Linked DNA regions of Rattus norvegicus: region 2 is linked to region 1. The links are chromatin contacts, called in public Hi-C maps. All regions are on one chromosome and are shown on one strand. Each heading gives the region's core, a stretch centred on a gene start, on an enhancer-like site or on the middle of the called end of the contact. The rest is flanking DNA. Distances are from core to core; before and after follow the strand shown.

The links. Hi-C and Micro-C count contacts between places; a contact is called where the count stands out from the background.
Region 2: a Hi-C map of liver shows a contact between it and region 1, with 3 times the contacts expected there. The contact joins two enhancer-like sites. A contact is called at or near these places in 8 of 12 Hi-C or Micro-C datasets (the Rat2 cell line, frontal cortex, hepatocytes and 4 more).

The regions. Positions count from the first base shown.
Region 1 is chr7:58,837,014-58,841,245 of GRCr8, forward strand. The region is part of intron 1 of Rassf3 (Ras association domain family member 3); the gene reads right to left. Among named protein-coding and RNA genes, the nearest start is that of Rassf3, 47 kb to the right of the region's middle. Within about 2 kb of position 1,883, at least 10 of the 93 cell types and tissues checked have an H3K27ac peak or open chromatin away from gene starts, as enhancers often do. A contact at or near this core is called in liver, where this site is marked.
Region 2 is chr7:58,923,491-58,927,722 of GRCr8, forward strand. No RefSeq gene overlaps it. Among named protein-coding and RNA genes, the nearest start is that of Rassf3, 40 kb to the left of the region's middle. Within about 2 kb of position 2,296, at least 5 of the 93 cell types and tissues checked have an H3K27ac peak or open chromatin away from gene starts, as enhancers often do. A contact at or near this core is called in liver, where this site is marked.

The DNA.
Region 1 (4,232 bases), core at 633-3,132:
TTGAAAAAACAAACAAACAAACGAAATTTAAATTTAAACAGACCACAAAAATAAAACAACTACTGTCTAAGGCTGGGGTCTGCAGCAGTCTCTTCTTAAACACAGTGTGCTCAGAACATCAACACAACCCCAGCCTGTCACCACCCTTTGCCAGTGCCACCTGCTGGTCCCCAGCAGTCTGCAAGCCAAGTCCCCTGCTCCTCAGCTCATGGCCCACCCCACACAGACAGCCATCCCCACCACAGCAGCCCAGGGGTGCAGCTCGCATCACACATATCCAGGTTCAGGGCCCAAGGCACCTTCTAAGGTTTCCCAGCCACCCTACTGTGTCTTTGAATCTTCTACTGGGGGAATGCTGCGTTCAAACTAGCTGGGTCCTGAACAAGAGAGGCAGGCCCTTATCCTATACAACAGACCCAGTCCTGAAGTCTGGCCTCAAGTTTGCATTTGCAATCTATCTAGCCTCTTGCGTGTCTTATCGACCAGTGTGGTGTTCTTGCTCAGTTCCCAAAACCTAATAAATCTGCAGAGGCATATGAGGGCTTTACAGTATCAAACGCAATGGTTTATATGCTTCTGCTATCCGTCTGCATCAAAAACCAAAAGCCCTTCAAAGCATGCCCCGTAAATACCCTGGCACACCCGGGCCGTGAAAGCAGGCTCAGGCCTAACATGTTAATAAGATTAATTGAAGTTGTGATACACATTGGAAGAGCTTCATCTGAGCCTTCCATGACCTCACTCTTTAAAGCCCCAGTCACCACTCCGCCAATACCCTATATGGTTGTGCTTTTAAAACCAGGTCGTGTGCCAATCGGCAAACAGCCACTCGTTTGTTTGGAGCCAGAAAACAAACTTGGAGGTGGCCCGGCTCTTCAGGAGTGCCCTAGTCTTAGGTCCCAACCCTAAATGTATAACAGATTACACTCAGCCTTAGACATCACAGGTTGAAGCGTTTTCAAAGGAAGTCAATAGCGATGTCATTCATTTCTGAATGGTGACACAATTCATCGCTGGTTTTAATTGGTTCTCTCTCTCTCTCTCTTTTTTTTTTTCGGGTGCATGAAGTAAGAGAGAGGCCAGGCACACACAAATGTGGCTAATCTGCCCAGGCAACTAGGAAAAGAGTGAGGTGGCTGGGGAGGCAGAGCGTGGGCAAAGGTCAGCCCAGGTTGCCCTGGAGACAGGAGTTTTTTTAAGAACATGTCAACTCAAGGCCTCCGTTTTTTGACTAGCATGGCCCTGAACTATGGTCTTTGTCCCCTTACATCATCTAACACTCACTTTTACCAGCCTGCAAAGCTCCCCTAATCAAGCACTACAAAGTAATCATGCTGAAGATTAGGAAAATTAACTGAGAAAAATAAAGATAAGAAAGTGCCTGAAGCCAGGAAGGAAGAGAGAAAGAGAGAGAGGCTCAAAAACAAAACAAAACAAAACAAACCAGACCTGCTGCCCCAGATTCCAGCAGATTAAGAATCTCACTGGAGGGGTTGGGGATTTAGCTCAGTGGTAGAGCGCTTGCCTAGGAAGCGCAAGGCCCTGGGTTCGGTCCCCAGCTCCCGAAAAAAAGAACCAAAAAAAAAAAAAAAAAAAAAAAAAGAATCTCACTGGTGCAATCTGGAGGTAGACCCTGGAGTCATCAGTGGTCACAGACCATCAGCTAAGGGCACTTACTACCAGGGCTCAGGATCCTCCTCCCTCTCCCACCTCAGGTCAGCCCAGGGACACTGGAAGTTTCCACAGAGTCAGAGTCTAGTGGTAAAATCTCATGCCGCCACAGCCTCCATGACTTTTGAAACTCTGTGGGTAAGGCCAGGTTCCAGAGAACGGAAATCCAACAGGCTTGTTTGGAGACTAGAAAGGAATGCTGGGATGTGGTAGGCCAGTGAGGACGGCTGAGAAACCCTGCATGTGGTTCCTCCACCAACAGGCTCTAAGAGTCAGTCAAGGGCAGAGACAGGCAAACAAAACTCCTGGCAACTTTGCCAGGTGACACCTAACTTACAGAGAAAAAAAAAGTCTTAGTAAAATCAGAAGTTAGGGGGGTTGGGGATTTAGCACAGTGGTAGAGCGATTGCCTAGCAACCACAAGGTCCTGAGTTCGGTCTTCACCTGGGGGGGTGGGGGGTGGGGGGTGGGGGACGGACTTAGGTTCTATTCCCACCCACACACAGGAGGGTTCACAACCACCCATAACTCCAGTTGCAGGGGGATCTGACACCCCCTTCTGGCCTCTGCAGGCACTGCATGCACACGGCACACAGGGAGACACAGGTAAAATGATCTGAAACAGGTCTATGGGAAAGGATTGGGTTGTCTTTCTTTTTCCTGTTACAAGTGTAAGTTACCTCCATATGAAAGGAGGCTTAACTCCACCGTAGGCTCTGTGTTTCCAGGTAACAAAAGTATAAATGCCAATGGCCAGAACAACGGGGAGACCATGTCCAAGAGGTCACACTGAACTCCACTGTGGCTCAGATTAACATAGTTCTGATCCCCACCACCACCACCACATACCACCCTGCGGCCTCACTAATGTGCCAATCTGAGCATTCTTAGCGCTTGCTTGAACTTACACACCCCAGGTCCACAGCACCAAAAGGAAGGAGTCACGCTACAGGTGAGCCCAGGACCCAGCAGATCCTGAGACTTATTCTACTAGTAAGTATCCTAGCTCTGACTGCTTGCTTTTACAGAAATATGACAGTCTGAAAAGCCCACAAGGAGTTTAGGTTAAACTGTTTATATCACTAGCTCTCATTAACTCAACCCAGCCATCCCTTGTCAGAATATTCCTGCACTGCCCCCAAGATGACTCTTTTGATAAGCTGGTTCCGAGCCCTTAAAAGGCATGGCTCAAATCATACTGACTCCTTCTGCCAAGAGAAGACACAGTGAAGGTGCTTGCCCCACTTGGTGGCCTGTACCTCAAAAGGACACTGCCAGCCCAGAGCAAGCGCCACGGAGGACGCCGGCCAGCCCCTGTGCCTTGGTGGCGCCATCTCCAGAGTGCTGATCCAAAACTGGCTTTGCAGCCCTCGGGATTATCTTCTTTCTCCTTGCCAACGTGGTCAGATTGCACACTCTGGGGTCAAAGAAAACCAGGAACCCTGCAGAGGGAGCTCCCTGTCGTCCTCTATGGGAATCCTCTTCCTGCCTCCTGCTCTGTGGCAGCTGGGAGAAAATGTGGGAAGGATCCGGAGGTGTAAGCTACCCAGAGTGTGTCAGAACACAGGCTGGCCAGACCAGGACCGTGGCATGACAGGAGAGATGTCCACAGAGTAGCGAGTGCTTAGTGCTCCCTGCTCAGTGAACCCAGCCTAGTGGCCTAGCCCATACCCACTCGCTGCCTTAGAGAGCTCTGGCACCACTAACAGCAAAGACTCAAAATTAGGATTCAACTCCACACTAAGGAGTAGGAGGTGTCTCTATCCCTCAGCCCCATTCTGCTGCTCTTTTCTCCCACAGTATCTCAAGCAGAGGTCGCCACCCCTAACTCCAAGGCGGGTTGGAGAGCTCCCCCTGGTCAATCTTGTCACAGTTACTTCCCAGGCACTACCTGACACCCTTCACAACTGACAGGCTGAGTGGTGGAGGCCGGTTACTTTACCAGAGAAGTACTCAATTAATTGTGTGGTAATTGGAAGTGTGTGATGACGCTACACTTGGCAACTAAAGAATTCCTACTTAGCCATGACCAAAGAGTCCATTCAAAACTTGTAAAACCATTTCAAGTATTGGGGGTCGGCCCCCCCAAGGGCCCAGATACCATCATATCCTTTGACGTACCACATAGCTCATGGAAAGAGTTTCTAAATGAAAAGAAAAGCCAGGGAGGACACTCTACTGCTCTACCAAGTACAAACACAGCAAATCAGTCAATCAGTCAATCAATAGCCAGCACAGTAGACAGGGTGCCTGCCGCCGAGCATGTGGGTAGTCCTGGGTTCAAGTCCTGGGAACCCATAAACTGGGTGTGGTGGTATATGCCTTTAATCCCAGCACTCAGAGCAGAGCCGGTGTTATCCTTGGCTACTCGGCAAGTTTCAGGCCAGCCTGGGAGACCTAATAAAGAAGTGCCCAAATATGGCAGTATGCCAAAATGCTAACAGTGTTTGTCCTTCATCTGCGGAGGTCTGGAACACACACACACTTCTCTTTTTCCATAAAAATATATAAGAATTACAAACATTCCAAAAGCCTTCTTCAGGGTCTGGTTGGCTGAAGAG
Region 2 (4,232 bases), core at 1,046-3,545, 87 kb after region 1:
AATAAAAAAATTCTTAAATTGGGACTGGAGAGATGGCTAAGAGCACTGGCTACTCTTCTTAAAGGTCCTGATTCAAATCCCAGCAACCACACAGTAGCTCACAACCATCTGTAATGGGATCCGATGCCCTCTTCTGGTGTACATGAAGACAGCATACCCATCTACATAAAATAAATAAGGAAAAAAAATTTTAAAATGGCAAATTTCGCCTGGTGTGGTGGCACACGCCTTTGAGCCCAGCACTTAGGAGGCAGAGGCAGAGGCAGGTGGATCTCTGTGAGTTTGAGGCCAGCCTGGTCTACATAGCAAGCTCCAAAGTAGCCAGGACTACATAGAGAGACTCTGTCTTAATTAAAAAAAAAAAAAAAGACATATTTATATAATGCCTATTTTACATCCCAGCCCCCATATTTGAGAAAGATAGACATATATATATATACACACACACACACACACGTGTACACACAGACACACGCAGACACGAGGTTCTGAGAGAAAAGGTAAGGGATAGATATAGTGACTCTCTCACAGAAGTCTGCTGAATTAGAACAGGAGCTATGGGCTGGAGAGATGGCTCAGCGGTTAAGAGCACCCAACTACTCTTCCAGAGGTCCTGAGTTCAATTCCCAGCAACCACATGGTGGCTCACAACCATCTGTAAAGAGATCCGATGTCCTCTTCTGGTGTATCTGAAGACAGCTACAGTGTACTTATATATAATAAATAAAGAAAGAAAGAAAGAAAGAAAGGAAGAAAGAAAGAAAGAAAGAACAGGCGCTACAATTTTGCCCTCCTGGTGTACGGTAGGGCAGGAGGGAAGAGGGAAACCCTCTGTGCCAGCCTCTAAAGAGTTTGGCCTGTGGACATTCATCTCCCAAGTCAGCACCACCACCAAGGACTCTAAGTCTGAGCTGTAGCGTAGTATGTCCTAAGTTCACGAGTTAGAAGATTAATTCCTCATAGTGGCAGTGTTGGGAGTGGTCCTGAAGGAGCTTGGGATGTTATACGCACACCCTTCAGCTTTCTATTGTGCAACACAGCCTGACACCCATGACAAGTATGGATACCCAGGGTTGTCCTTTCAGCACTTAGGAGGCAGAGGCAGGTGGATCTCGTGAGTTTGAGGCCAGCCTGGTCTACATAGTGAATTCCAAAACAGCCAGGACTAACTACATAGAGAGACCCTCATCTTGTCAATCCAAGAATTAAACTTCTTTTCTTTAGAAAGTTATCTTGTCTTAGATAATCTGCTCTAGAAAATGACTGAGACCCTGTCCAGGAATGTTATTTCACAGCTGCAAGACCAGAGGCTGGGTAATGTGCAGGGCTTGTTAACTATTTCGGAGTAGTCTCAAAGCCTACTGGGTAGGAGGTGGCCGTATAGGCCTGAGCAGTCACTGAGGAGGGGGAGGGGAGAGGGGAGTAGGGTCAAGGATCAGTTCCTGTTACAGCGTGGGGATGCCATTACTCTGCTCAGTGTGTGAAGTGATCCCTGGGCATGGGGGACATAGAGAGTAAAGGCCAGTTACCTGGCCACAAAGAAAGGGAGGCCGAGGGATGTCATGCAGAGTTAGGGATGGTTGAGTCCTGCCTCTCCATACAGGAAGTGGTGGCTTGAGGTCACTGGCAGCACCTTCTGGCCACATCTCTATATCTGCTCTTATCCAGCCCCAAGCTGATAAAGGCAGAACCAAGAATCACTCTCTAAGGTTCAAGTCAGATGTCACTCAGGTTCCGCCTGCGGGGAATTACTGACGTCACCAGGCGTCTGTCTCTGAGTTGTGCTTCTACAACAGGTCTCCTCTCTCCAGGCCTCTTTGAAATCCATCTGCCCAACAGTTGCAAGCCCAGCTGCTGCCTTGCCCCTTTGGCGGTGGGGAGAGAATCAATTATCCCGACCTCCGCCTGTGTCACAGCCAGCCTGTGTCACAGCCACGCCTACTACGAAGCTGGGGCACAGTTTAATGTGGACCTAAGCACTCGACAACTGCCTTTAGCCCTCGGTCCCCACCTGGCAACGCGATAAACACGGTCTCTGCTATCAGGAGTTTAGAAACACGACCCCATCGGAGACAGGAACCAGCATGCATTGCAACTTCCGTTTCAGACGCTGAATACGTACATGAGTATTTATCTAGGCTTTATCTTTAAAAAACACTTTAACACTGCATTTATGTATGCGTTTGTTTATTTTATGTGTATGTTTTTGTGTACACAAAACAGTGTTAGAGTGGAGGTCAGAGGACGATCCTGTGGGAATTCTAGTCGCTCCTTGCACCATGCCGGTCCTAAGTACTGAATCATTGTTAGACTTGCCGGCAAGCACCCTAACCAGCTGAGCCGGTTCACGGGATCTAACTGTACTTACTTGTTTTTGAGCCTTGGTCTCACTATGTAGCTCTGGCTATCCTGGAACTCATTGAGTAGACTAGGCTGGCCCGCCTCTGGCCTCCTAAGTGGTGGAATTAAAGGTGTGGGCCACTACGACCAACCCTGGACTTTATCATCTTGAGCTTTTCACACACATTAGCCAATGCTCTCCTTGCCTCTGCCTGAGAAAAGCCAGCAGTGTTATTCATATTCGTTTTTAGAACTCCCAACGTGGCTGATTGAGAATGCATTCATTGCTGACTTGGCCCCCTTTCCACCTGTGCTTTTGCTTTTGCTAATTATAGCAATCAGCGTCGTGACTGAGCCATCGGTGGGGCTCTGGGTCCTTCGGGACCCTTTCAGGACCCCGCAAGTCTGATTTATTGGGTGCCTGCTAGGTAGCAGGTTCTACTGGACCGTGAGTTTTAAGTCCACGGCCTTGCTTCCAGTGAGTTTTGTTTTGGACCGTGTTCCTCGGATGCTTTGCAACAGGGCCGTGCAAATGGATTAAATGGCAAAACACAAAAATGTAAAGCAAGATGGTTCACATTCCTTAGAGGAAAAGGCAGGAATGTCTAGGATGCTGAACATTCCTAGAAACGTTTTCTTCATCTATATTCTGGATATGGAGTTCCAGGATGGCCCCCCTCCCCGCGCCCATAGTGGAGGGGTGAATTTAATCTTCGAAATCATAGGTTAATAGTATAAACAAGGAAATGTAACCCATACCTACTGAGTTCAGAGGTGAGGCCTTTGGGAAGTGATTAAATTAGATAAGGTCCTTCTGGCCGATCCTGATGGCCTCTTGGGAGGTGTATTATCAGTCAGACACTGAGATACACACACATTTCTACCATAATGTGACGAAGTCAAGGGGACTGTCACCACAGCCGGTTTGTGCCTTCAGGATCCAAAGCCGTAGGTTAAATAGCTCTCCATTCTCCATACAGTTGTCTGCTTCAAGTACATTGCTATAGTAACAAAAAAAAAAATCTTTCTAGTAAGTACGTTCCATCTCCAAAACACTTCCGACCTTTGGATGTCAATTATTGGGGCAAAAAGACAAGTACGTTCCCAGGCACATTCTAATCCCAAGAATGCAGCTAGAGCCAAGCAGGAACCACTGAGCTACACTCCAACTCCAAAGCTAGATAATGTTTTTTCAGTTATGCACCAACCTCTTGCTTCTGGCTCCCAGAACAGTTTGTTTTTCTTTACAAGCTACTTCCTTATGCAGGGTCTAACCTGGGCTCACCAAAATATGCAGAAAAAAAATCAAGAGTTAAAGGATGTTTCTCCCTTGGAAAAGACAATATATACAGGTATGTAATGGAGAAAATGTTTCTCCCATGGGGGTCTCTCCTACTCCTCAGAGTTCTTTCTCATTTTTTCCTTATGAAATCCATGTTTGCACTGTCAAAAAAAAAAATGTCCTGGGCGAGCAGTATTTACTGACTCCAAGAGGATGCAGAAAGGAAATCAGCGCTTACTCCAATAAAGTTAGGCTAATTGGTAGCAAGAGTCAGGGCCCTTCTGCTGTTTGCTTTGGAAATTGCATATTCTTCCTTGCCAAATAGCAAATATTGTTTATCAGTTGAGAACTGAAACTGTTATATCAGATTGAGGGCATATGAGACAAAGTCTAGCATTCAGGATACTGTGTATTGATAACCAAAACTCTAAAGCAGTGATCAAATTCCACAGAAGTCAGATACATAAAGAAACAGTGAACACTGAAGGCAGGGTTCAGCTGCTCAGCACAATTTCCAGAAGCCATTGTGCCAGGCTGGGATGGGGACTGCAGGGAAAAAAACCAGGCCCAGCCTCTTCCGTGATGGAAATACACTGTAGATGGAGGGTTA